Regions from separate parts of the Mus musculus genome. Here region 1 is linked to region 2. Evidence: chromatin contacts called from public HiChIP or PLAC-seq data. All regions are on one chromosome and are shown on one strand. The core of a region is the stretch at or near the end of the contact, and the rest is flanking DNA. Distances in the headings are between cores, read along the strand shown.

Evidence for each region. HiChIP or PLAC-seq counts read pairs in DNA pulled down with a chosen protein or histone mark.
Region 1: a contact with region 2 is called in an H3K27ac HiChIP or PLAC-seq map of microglia, with 6 times the contacts expected there. The contact joins the promoter of Hsd3b7 here to the promoter of Zfp747 in region 2. A contact is called at or near these places in 2 of 115 datasets of contacts at active chromatin or transcription factors (bone marrow-derived macrophages and microglia).

What each region holds. Positions count from the first base shown.
Region 1 is chr7:127,796,459-127,802,060 of GRCm38.p6, forward strand. It overlaps Hsd3b7 (hydroxy-delta-5-steroid dehydrogenase, 3 beta- and steroid delta-isomerase 7), which reads left to right and starts at 4,151. Exons shown (of 7, transcript NM_133943.2): 1 at 4,151-4,256; 2 at 4,617-4,788; 3 at 5,003-5,158; 4 at 5,376-5,484; 5 at 5,556-5,602. The coding sequence starts at 4,623. Setd1a (SET domain containing 1A) reads left to right here. Exons shown (of 19, transcript NM_178029.3): 14 at 1-240; 15 at 616-788; 16 at 869-979; 17 at 1,146-1,265; 18 at 2,633-2,770; 19 at 2,848-3,664. The coding sequence ends at 3,021.
Region 2 is chr7:127,372,438-127,378,475 of GRCm38.p6, forward strand. It overlaps Zfp747 (zinc finger protein 747), which reads right to left and starts at 3,613. Exons shown (of 3, transcript NM_175560.3): 1 at 3,206-3,613; 2 at 2,952-3,065; 3 at 100-2,261. The coding sequence starts at 3,389. The coding sequence ends at 1,291.

The DNA of each region.
Region 1 (5,602 bases), core at 2,901-5,400, 420 kb after region 2:
GGAGGCGTAGCCTCCGCTCCCACACTCGAAGAAGAAGGCCACCACTCCCACCCCCACCCCCACCTCCTCCTTCCTTTGAGCCGAGAAGTGAATTTGAGCAGATGACCATCTTGTATGATATTTGGAACTCAGGCCTTGACTTGGAAGACATGAGCTATTTGCGACTCACATATGAACGGCTGCTGCAGCAAACCAGTGGCGCTGACTGGCTTAATGACACCCACTGGGTCCAGCACACAAATATCCTAAGCCACAGAGCCCATCTGATTTGAACCCTAGAGTAAGACACAGGGCTGGGGCCTTCCCTGGAGTGGTGTGGCAAGAAATGTTATCCTCAGGTCACTCTTAGGGCTGCACTGGTTTCCTATCTGTCTAAATTACTGTGACTTACTTAGCCTTGGGGTTCTCCAACTGCCAACTGTCTTTCCTCTCTGCCTTGTGTCTCTTCTGATAGAGCAGGTAAGGTCTAGATTTGCCTTCTCCTGTCTGTCTCCTTACTGAGTATTCTCACCATCAGACAAGCTACCCTGTGGACAGGGCCTGGGTTGGACAGGAGGTGTGGGCCCCAAGAGACTTGCCAATGAGGAATCTGTTCTTTTCCTTAATGCCATGCACTCACCAACCTAAGCACTCCAAAGCGCAAAAGACGGCCCCAAGATGGGCCCCGGGAGCATCAGACAGGCTCTGCACGCAGCGAAGGTTATTACCCCATTAGCAAGAAGGAGAAAGATAAATACTTGGATGTGTGCCCCGTCTCGGCCCGGCAGCTGGAAGGTGGAGACACTCAGGTAGAGCCATGTTCTGAGCCCTCCCTAGTTTGCTGCCTCCTTCCTGTCCCTCACATGCCACCTCCTTGTCTTGCTCACAGGGGACTAATCGGGTGCTTTCTGAGCGACGGTCAGAGCAGCGGCGGTTACTAAGCGCTATTGGCACCTCAGCCATCATGGACAGTGATCTGCTAAAGCTAAACCAGCTCAAGGTCAGGAGGGGAAACTGGAAGAGGGAGGAGACCCAGTGAAAAAAACTACAGCAAGGAGAGTTGCCCCTGGTGGGATCCTGTGGAACAGAGAGGGCTGAAGGGAAGGGACGGGAAGGTACAAGTTTGTGGGAGCATCCAGCAGTTAAAGCTATCTTGTGTCCCCTAGTTTCGGAAGAAGAAACTCCGATTTGGCCGGAGCCGTATCCATGAGTGGGGTCTGTTTGCCATGGAACCCATTGCCGCTGATGAGATGGTGATCGAATATGTTGGCCAGAACATCCGCCAGGTGAGGTGCCACTCCCAACACTAGGCCAGTTGCTGACTGGACAGTAGTAGCCTGGTATTTCACCTGCCTCATCTGTGCCTGCCAGGCCCTGTGGGCCACAACCCCACCCTGGTGTCTCGGGGCTCTGGCTCAGTGGCCTTTTAGTTGGGCTGGATTGTACATAATGTTAATAGTGAAACCCAATGCCACATTTTTATAATTGTGATATTTTGTACAGAGCTTCTCCCCCAAGGAACACTGGACAATAGTAAAGGATGGTCTTTGACACTAGAGGGTGATAGGTATTGTGGGGACCCAGAGCCTCCCAGAGACGGTGATGTGATGTTCAGCCTGAAAGCTAAAGGGTAATGAGTTCCCAGGGCAGTAGGATGTATATATGCTCTAGTTCCTGGATTAGCGTGTGCAAAGGCTCAGAAACTGCATTCTCTTAGGAGGACAAGGTCAAAACATCTGTTCAGGTTACCTAGTCAGGGCCAGTGACAGGGACATGAGCCTGGAAAAGTGGCCTTGTGGATGGAGAATGGCTTAGAAACTGTGCAAGCAAGGGGTTGTGAAACTAGTAAGCTCCCTCTGGCTGTGGGTTGGCCTCAGTGGGACTTAATGGCAGATCCAAAGTATGGATAAGATAATGTCAGCAGAGGTGACAGGAGTCTAGCCTGTGGGTTCAAAGTAATTGACAGCCAGGTAGCCAAGCTATGAAGGGTGAAAACACGGTGCTGAGTCCTTTCTCAGGCCTTCGCCGTTAGCTTCTAGGAATGTGCTTGGGCAGAAGGGACAGAGTGTGGTCAAGATTTGTTCAGTACAGACGTGAGGCTCAGGATCCTAGGGATGTAGGAATGGCATCCCACTCTCTTATGGAGGTAGATTTGGCTGGAGAGTGACGCCTGGAAGGAGTCCTCACTGCAGAGCTGGTGGTTAGAACTCTGCAAAGGGGGAGGTCACCTAGTGAGAGTGGCAATTGCATTACCTATTTCCTGGGAATAGCTGCCCCTTGCAGCACAAGGCCTTTGTCCTGGCACAGACCATCTGCCATCTGCTCTCACCAGCTGCCCAGTAGGTGCCTGTGTATGAAGGCTAGTCCTAGGAAAGGCTTCAATTCAAGGCATGGCCACTGTCATTTCGGAAGCTGCCCCGGGCCCACAGCATGTTATGGACTCCATCCACTATGGCCACACAGGTTCTCAGAAGAGCCAGTGCTGGTTTCCCCAGAGTCCCCTTCTGCTGACTTTGGATCAGAATGGGTGGGAGCAGGTACACTCAGATGCCGACCCAGTCAACATGGGCCCAGGAACTGGTGGCTTGGCCAGAGGGGAGCAAGTCTAGTCCATGCAGTGGCTGAAGTCTTAGGGCGTGTCTTACTCTCACAGATGGTAGCGGACATGCGGGAAAAGCGCTACGTGCAGGAGGGCATTGGCAGCAGCTACCTTTTCCGGGTGGATCACGACACCATCATTGATGCCACCAAGTGTGGCAACCTCGCCAGGTTCATCAACCACTGCTGCACGGTGCGCTCAGGGCTGGGCCGGGGCTGGGCTGGGCAGGGGTGAGGTGGGGCTGTGGCTTACACTCCCACCTCCTGCAGCCCAACTGCTATGCGAAGGTGATCACCATTGAGTCTCAGAAAAAGATTGTCATCTACTCGAAGCAGCCCATCGGCGTGGATGAGGAGATCACCTACGACTACAAGTTCCCACTAGAAGACAACAAGATTCCGTGTCTGTGCGGCACTGAAAGTTGCCGTGGCTCCCTCAACTGAGGTGGGGCAGGACCGGTGCCCTCACCCCTATTTATTCCCCCTTGGTGCCCTAAGCTCCCAGCACCCCAGCCTTATTGGGCTCAGCAGGGCCCACTGCCCCCACCTTCACGTGGGATAGGGAGCACTGAGGCCAACAAGGGAGCCTCAGTCCTTTGAGGCATCTGCTGCCTCCCCTATGCCCCATGCCCAAACACCCTCTTAATTTTTTTTTCTTTGCGAAGAAGAAGCTGTAAATGTTTTGTAGCTGCCAGCAGCTGTTTCCTGTGGAAACCTGGGGTACCAGCCTGTATAGATGCTATTCTTGGGGGCTGCATAGCCCTTTGCTTCATGTTAATGGGGACTTCCCCTTCTGCCCTATGTGCACCCCGCCCCAGTTTAGGGGTCTCTGGGGCAGTGGCCATGTTCTCCCCCTGGGGGGGCCTTTGGCCCCTAGTCCTGGGAACTCTGTGCCTGGAACCCTGCCTCATCTGTTCCTGCCAGACCCTGTGGGTCACCCTCCCACCCTGGTGTCTCAGGGCTCTGGCTCAGTGGGCCAGGATGGTGGGGGGCAGGCCCTTCTTGTTGGGCTGGATTGTACATAATGTTAATAGTGAAACCCAACACCACATTTTTATAATTGTGATTAAACTTTATTGTACAAAAATGCTTGGTCAGTATCTTTGGGAAGAGCAGACTGGGATGCAAGTTGCCACAGTGGGTGAAGCAGGAGAGAGGGGGAATGGGTGGCTTTGAGTTTGGGGTGAATCAACCTGCAGACCGCAGTGCTGCTTTGGACCAACCACCTAGATACAACAAACATGCCAGATCTGTCTCACTATGGATGCTAGCCAGAATTATGTCAAGATCAGGTTTACCCTGCTCTCCCTCCCAGAACCATAGCTGGTGCTGGGCCTTCAGCCTACTGGGAGACCCAGCAGGAGGGACAAACATATCAGTGATGGGGGCATCCCTTCCCTACCCTATTATCCTGAAATACACTACCAAATGGGCAGGTTCTGTCCTTTGCCTGCCACTGAAGAGTGGACTGGCCACCAGGGGGCACTCTGGCAAGAAAATTCCCTCCAAACCCCCTTGCCCGCCCCTAGGGGTGGAGGCTAGGCTGGTCTCCTTCCTGGAATGGGTCAGGAGGGAGGAGCGAGCGGAAGGAAGGAAGCCTATGTACATCTAGCTGGTCCACCAGTCCAGGACACAACCTCCTCCAGTGGCCAGTTTGTGCGCCCTGGGACTTACTACAGGTAGGCAGAGCTGATACTGAGGCCCAGCTGGCCTGCCTTTTAGCCTGCGCCCTTCCAACCTCCCTATTCAACTCCTTGCTTTCTCTGCCTGTCCTTTAGTAATCTAGTCTTTTTTTTTTTTTTTTTTTTTCCCCCCACCCGCCTCAATCCCTCCCATTCTGCATCCAATTCTAGTGACTCAGCAGTTAGGGTCAGAGGGCAGGGAGCCTTAGTGCTACAGGCACAGAAAACTGCAACCCACCCCTGCTACTCAGCCTCTCCACCCACACTGCTCCCACCTAATGATCCCTTCTATGAAGAACACATGGTTGGAGCAGGTGCTACCAGGCAATTCTAGTGAGCTAAATTCTCTTCCCACAGCTGGGCATGGCAGACTCTGCACAGGTGCCAACACTGGTATACCTGGTCACAGGTGGCTGCGGCTTCCTGGGGGAACATATTGTTCGGATGCTGCTGGAACGGGAGCCCAGGCTCCGGGAGCTGCGTGTCTTTGACCTGCACCTGAGTTCTTGGCTGGAGGAGCTGAAAGCAGGTGACTGGAGTGGGGCAGTAGCAGGAGGTAGGGAGGCCCCATCCCTTCCCAGACTGGGATACCTCAGCTTATGGAAAAGATGATTCCTGTTTGTTCTCCACCAGACAGAGGGGCCGGGTGAGTCATTGGTTCATGTGGCTTCCAGGGTGTGGACAGGCCAAACTCAGCAGCTGGCTAAGGCCCCAGCTCTGACACTGCCTCGGGTCTCCACCAGGGCCTGTGCAGGTGACTGCCATCCAGGGGGATGTGACTCAGGCCCATGAGGTGGCAGCAGCCATGTCTGGATCACATGTGGTCATCCATACAGCTGGGTTGGTGGATGTGTTTGGGAAGGCCAGTCCAAAGACCATCCACAAAGTCAACGTGCAGGGTGAGCTGCTACCTACCTGTTGGCCCCTAGTGTGTGGCCTGCCTCTGACCAGTGATTTTTATGGGAGGGCCTGTCCTTTTTGATAACCTTGTCCATTTACTGCTGTCGAACCCTGTCCTGACCTGATGCGGTTCTCCTTGGACACTGGGGGGGGGGGGGGGGCAGAAGGAGTGAGAGGCGGGAAGACACAGCTTGCGTCTGTCCCTTTCCTCCATAGGCACACAGAATGTGATTGATGCTTGTGTGCAGACTGGCACTCAGTACCTGGTCTACACGAGCAGCATGGAAGTGGTGGGGCCTAACATCAAGGGCCACCCCTTCTACAGGTGAGCTCAGCCCCACTTAATCTTAGAGCCCATTTCCCTCCAGCACTCAGTCTTCTTTCTCCCCTCTCCAGGGGCAATGAAGATACCCCATATGAGGCAGTCCACAGCCATCCCTACC
Region 2 (6,038 bases), core at 2,363-4,862:
CTCTCCTAGGCACAGAGGAAAGGCAAAAAAAGGTGATAGGCAAGGAAGAACTTTAAAAGCCATAACATAAAATACAAATGAGGAGCAGAAATCATTTATGAGGTTTTTGTTTCTTTATTTCTTTTTCCTTCTTTGCCATCCAATTTCATACAAGCCCTCCTTGATTGAGAAAATCCTAAAATCCACTGTCTTCCAGACCTGATTCTCTCCTTCCAACGCTGAAATCAAGACATGGGGGCTGTTGCCATAATCTGATCTGAAACTGGTGTGTGTGTGTGTGTGTGTGTGTGTGTGTCTGTCTGTCTGTCTGTCTGTGACAGAGGGCAGCCTTAAAGTTCTGAACATCCTTGTGCCACCAGCTACCAAGTGCTGCAAGCAAGCATGTGGCGGCACACACAGTGTATGGAATGCTGAGAATGGACCACAGAACTCTTCTGTCTTGTTTGCTGGGCTGAATATTTTGGATTTTTTCCAGAGAACCTACAAACTTAGGCCTTTGGTACATGTCATAGATACTTTGGTTTTTAAACCGTAATTAATTACAGTTATTTAGAAATAAATAATTTTATTTATGTTTATATGCAGTCTCAGGTGACCCAAACTGGTCTCAAATTCCTGGTCTTCCTGTCTCTACCTCCCCAGTGGGGGAATCACAGGCAGGAACCACCACACCAGGCTCTTGACCAGTAACTCAATCCCGGAGAATGCAGCTGGCTCAACCCACACAGAGCCATCAACTTTAGCCTCTGCATTAAAGACACAATGACTTCAACGAGGCTCTCTTCATCCTCAGGCTTCTCAATACTTCTGAGCCAGGAAAAGGCCCTCGCTTCTCATGGAGCTCTAGTGGGGTTGCCCAGCCCAGCCCAGCCCAATAGACGCCAAGACGACAGTACATCCGGAGTGTGTGCAGATGCATCTGGAAACCTCCTAGAAGACTGTACCCGGTGCCCAGACCAGCAGTACCTAGAACGTCTGTGACTTCAGGAAGATGCCATAGGTTCAATCCTCTGGGCCTCAAACAATGTACATATTTCACCCTCTATGTTGGCGCCTTTAAGACCATCACCCGCACTTTTGGAATAACTCTGGGTAATGCTAGAAGCCCACAGGTGGATCCGGGTCCTCTTGTCTAGGGTCCAGGGATATAGATAACTGACTGGCTTTTTTGTCCTTATGGCCTTTAATCCTGGTCTAAGGACCCACTGGTAGCTTGTCATAGCTGACTTTGTGCGAAACTGCCTGCCACATTGAGGGCAGGGGTAAGGACGCTCGCCAGTGTGGGTCCTCCTATGGGCTGGAATTTCGGTGCCCTGGCGAAAGCAGCGACCAGTCAGGGCATGAATAAGGCTTCTCACCTGTATGGATGCGCATGTGGCGCCGAAGATATTTGGAATCCGCAAAGGCACTGCCACAGTGAGTGCAAGAAAAGGGGGTCACACCGCTGTGTACCACTCGCTGGTGCTCATGGAGCCTAGAGCGCTGGCTGAAGCAGCGTCCACAATCAGCACAACAGTAAGGCTTCTCCCCAGTGTGGACACGGAGATGGCTGGTGAGTGAAGAGCGCTGTGTAAAAGTCTTGCCACAGTGAGAGCAGCGATGAGGCCGCTCCTCGAGGTGTATGGCCCGGTGCCTGCTCAGGGAAGATGGCCGACCAAAGGACTTGCAGCAATCAGGGCAATTGAATGACTTTTCGCCTGTGTGAGAGTACATGTGCTCCACCAATGCGCACCGCTGGGTAAAACCCTTCCCACAGTCAGGACACTGGTGTGGCCGTTCCCCTCGGTGTATGGCTCGGTGCATGCTCAGGGAGGAATACCTGCCGAAGCATTTGTTGCAGTCTGGGCACTGAAACGGCTTTTCACCTGTGTGAGAGTACATGTGTGCCACCAAAGTGCACCGCTGGGTAAAACCCTTCCCACAGTCAGGACATTGGTGCGGCCGTTCCCCTCGGTGTATGGCTCGGTGAGTGCTCAGGGAAGAATACCGGCCAAATCGTTTGTTGCAGTCTGGGCACTGAAACGGCTTTTCACCTGTGTGAGTGTACATGTGTGCCTCCAACGTGGACCGCCGGGCAAAACTCTTCCCACACAAATGGCACCCGTGACGCTTGTCTGCCCTTAGGACCGTGGCTTGAATTCCACTAGCGGAGACAGCAAATGAGAGTTGTGGCTCCTTCTGCCCAGGTTCTGGAGAAAATGTCTTCTGCATTGCTTCAGTCTCTTCTCTTGGTCTCTTCCTTTCCTTCTCGTGCCTGCAATCTGCTGGGAGACCATGAAAAAAGCTCAGACTCTGACTTCTACTGCCCCTTAATTTCCACAGCCCCACAAGGGGACAGACTGGACACAGGAGTGGAGATGTCACAGCATCTGAGCATGTGCAGTGTGCAGATGTCCAAATGCAGCATAAAGAAAGGGGTCTGGGCCTCGGCTTGGTGGCGCACACCTTTAATCCCAGCACTTGGGAGGCAGAGGCAGGCAGATTTCTGAGTTCGAGGCCAGCCTGGTCTACAGAGTGAGTTCCAGGACAGCCAGGGCTACACAGAGAAACCCTCTAAAAAAATAAAAAATAAAAAATAAAGGAAAAGAATTGAAAAGAAAAGAAAGGTGTCTGTGTGGTCCCAATTCCCAAGTGCAGTAAGCTAAGCACTTCTCAGAGGTGGAAAGCAAGAGCTAAAGGAGACTCCAGAAGGCAGCCACAGTGATGGCAGCAGAGGAGTGGGAACGAGGGGCTACAACCCGTACAGCCTAGTGGCCCTGTATATACGAGGTGAGAGCACTGGACAGAACAATCACAGCCCCTTTCTAGATGAATCCAGGGGCCAGCCATCATGGCTTTGGCCAAGAAACAAAAACAGGGAAGAAACTGCCAGGCAGTAAGTGCAGTCACTAGAAGACACCACACAGGCTGGCAACACAGAAGTTTCCCCAGGCAAGTACCCAGTCCTTCACCTGAGTGGACTTCTGTCCTGCACATGGCCACCTCTGGATCCTGGGCACCGGGTCCCCACACTTCGGACTCTTCCTCCACCCAGCTGATGAGCGCTGGTTTGGCGCATCCGACGTCTGTAGGGAAAGATAGCAAACCCACTAGTCAGGAGGACGACCCAGTTGGTTCCGACCGCCCGTGCCCAGGTCTCTCTGCTGCCACGCAGGACCCACGGTGTCACAGGCATCGCGACCACGGCGGCCAGGAAGGTTCTCACCGAGATAGGTCAGGAGACCGTAGGTCTCGCGCATCACCTCTCGGTACAGGGCTCTCTGCGCCGGCCGCAGATACCTCCACTCCTCCGGGGAGAAGTACACGGCCACGTCCGCGAAGCTCACAGTCCCAGGTTTACAGAACACAGGCGGTACCGAGGCCCTTCCCGGGGCCATCACCTGCGCCATGTAGACTCCCCGCACAGTCCCTGGGTCAGCCCCGCACTCCTGGGATTGCCTGCCCAGTCCAACGTGTCCGTTTTCGGGTACCAGGGCTGAAAAAGGACAGGAACCAGGTCCGTGTGCACCTTAACGTAGGGAAAAAGTGAAAACTGATAGGAGCACAGCGGAGATTTCCGGAAGACCGAGTAAAAATGTGGACTTGGGCGCGGCGTCTCAAAACTACGCTCCCTAGCGGTCCTGCCCAGGGTTGTATCACGTGACTTCCTGCACCAATGACATCAAGCCCTCAACCAAAATGGCCACAGAGTCTACAAGTGCCAGTCTGAGAACAAGTCCCAGGCTGGCAGGCCAACATGACACACCCTGCCTGTGAGCACCACAAACAGGGAGGGTTTTATGGTCTCAGGAGAACCACACCCCTCTCACAGTCAGCTAGGTGGAAGCGGCCTGTGAATAGATGTTTAGTATTTTATTTGTGGTCAGTGTTCATCTTGGAGCTAGAAGCAAGCCTGTGGAGGGAGGGCTGTTAATAAGCTTTTTTTTTTTTTTTTTAAATTAATTTCAACGAGTACTGTAGCTGTCTTCAGACACACCAGGAGATGGTTGTGAGGCATCAAGTGGTTGCTGGGATTTGAACTCAGAACCTTTAGGATGAGCAGTCTGTGCTCTTAGCTGCTGAGCCATCTCTCCAGCCCTGTTAATGAGCTATCAAATGAAGCAGGCCTCCAATTGGGGTGGTTCCACCAGCTTGGTCTACAAATCTCAAACTAGTTGAGGAATACTGACTGCTCCTGATACAGATCAGAGATCACAGAGCTGATCTTTGATCAGCCAGGACACCTGGGACATTCCAGACCATCTAATCTTCTAAAAGGTTAGATGTACACCTGCCCAACTGGATTTCTCTGCCTCACTCATAGGAGGGAGTTAAGATATCTGGGCCATTTGTGAGAGTCCCGGGAGGAATGAGGTCCAACTCACAGTAAGGATTTAAGTCTGACTCATTGTTATTTTAATATAAAAATACCTACTTACAAAAGGGATATTATCCTATTTGTCATCATTCAGAGCTGTTTGTACTTTATAAAAAAAGACAAAGAAACCAGGGATATGTTGGTGGAGGCACAGTGTGGGGTAGGTGAATGGGGTACCTCTGTGAGCTCATGCTCAGGCATCCATTCCTCCAGAGGGACCAGCTCACAATGGTACAGTATAGAATAGAGTTCATTTAAGGCATGGGGAGGAGAGTTGACTGCTTAATAGAGACAGAGGCAGGGAGACAGAGAGAGAGGGAGAGAAGGGGGAAGGATAGAGGGATTGAGAGAGAAAGAGAGAGAGACAGAGAAAGAGAGGGAGTAGAACACATATAGAGGGGGGAGGGGAATGGGGAGAGAAGGGACAGAGCAGAAGAGGGTTAGAGAGCAAGAGAGCAAAAGGAGGGAGCAAGCAGACCCTTTTATAATGAGTCATGGCTGTTGGCAGGAAACGAGGGCAGAGCCTAGAAGAAATGTTAACATTCCCCCATTTTGGTTTAATTAAAAAAAGGGAAATTTTCAAAGTGGTGATGGTGAAGCAGGAGTAGGGTTGTCATGATGTCTGACTATCATGATGTCTGACTACTTCCTGCTGACTTTGGGGTGACATGTGTCTGGGAACCCTAAGAAAATGGGTATGGGGAAGTCGGTCCAGTCTTAGCAGAGTTGGCTGTTTCCTTGCTGTCCAGGGTCTGTGGAACCATCTATGGAGAGAGAGGATGGAGCAGGTCCAATAGGTGCATCTGTGCCTGTGAAAGAAGATGGGAGCACCGGTGGGTTGCTTCTCTGGAGCTGTCCTGGATGTAGTAAATGGCTGGACTTGACAAGATGCTGAAACACACAGACACACACACAACAGGTAGAGATGAAAGTTAAATAAATTTGGCAGAGAAACATCTTTTCTTAGGAAATTTCTTGAGGAAATGCCTCCATGAGATCCAGCATAATAAGACATAATTGACAATAATATTTCTCAATTATTGATCAAGGTGGAAGTGCCCATTGTGGGCGGTGGCATCCCTGGGCTGATAGATCTGGGTTCTGTAAGAAAGCAAGCTGAGCAAGCCAGTAAGCAGCACCCCTCCAAGGCTTCTATATCAGCTCCTGCCTCCAAGTTCCTTCCCTGTGTGAGCTCCTGTCCTGATTCCCTTTGGTGATGAACAGCAGTTTAGAAGTATAAGCTGAATCAACCTTTCCTCACCCACTTGCTTCTTGGGCATGATGTGTTGTGCAGGAATAGAAACCCTGACTAAGACAGGTAGCAAATGAGGACATAGGCCATTGATTGGCAGGTGTACTTATCTGGATGGTGTCTACTTGGTCCAGGAGAGGTAGATCTGATTGGGTTTCCTGTAGCTTATGAGTTTATAAAAGAGATAGAATTGATAACAACATGAACAGTCTTTAAGATGAAGTTGGAAAAAGCAAAAGCTTTCCTGGAGCAGAAGGAACAAGAAGGGATTTTTCCTTCTATCTAGGAGAATGAATATATTACATTTAAAAGACTACGGAAATGTAAAACCTTGACCTTGGGAATATAGTTGATAATATAGTTATGAAAGAGAAACTGCTTAAGTCCATAGTTAAAAGACAACCAAAGGAACCTGTGTTAGAGCACGAT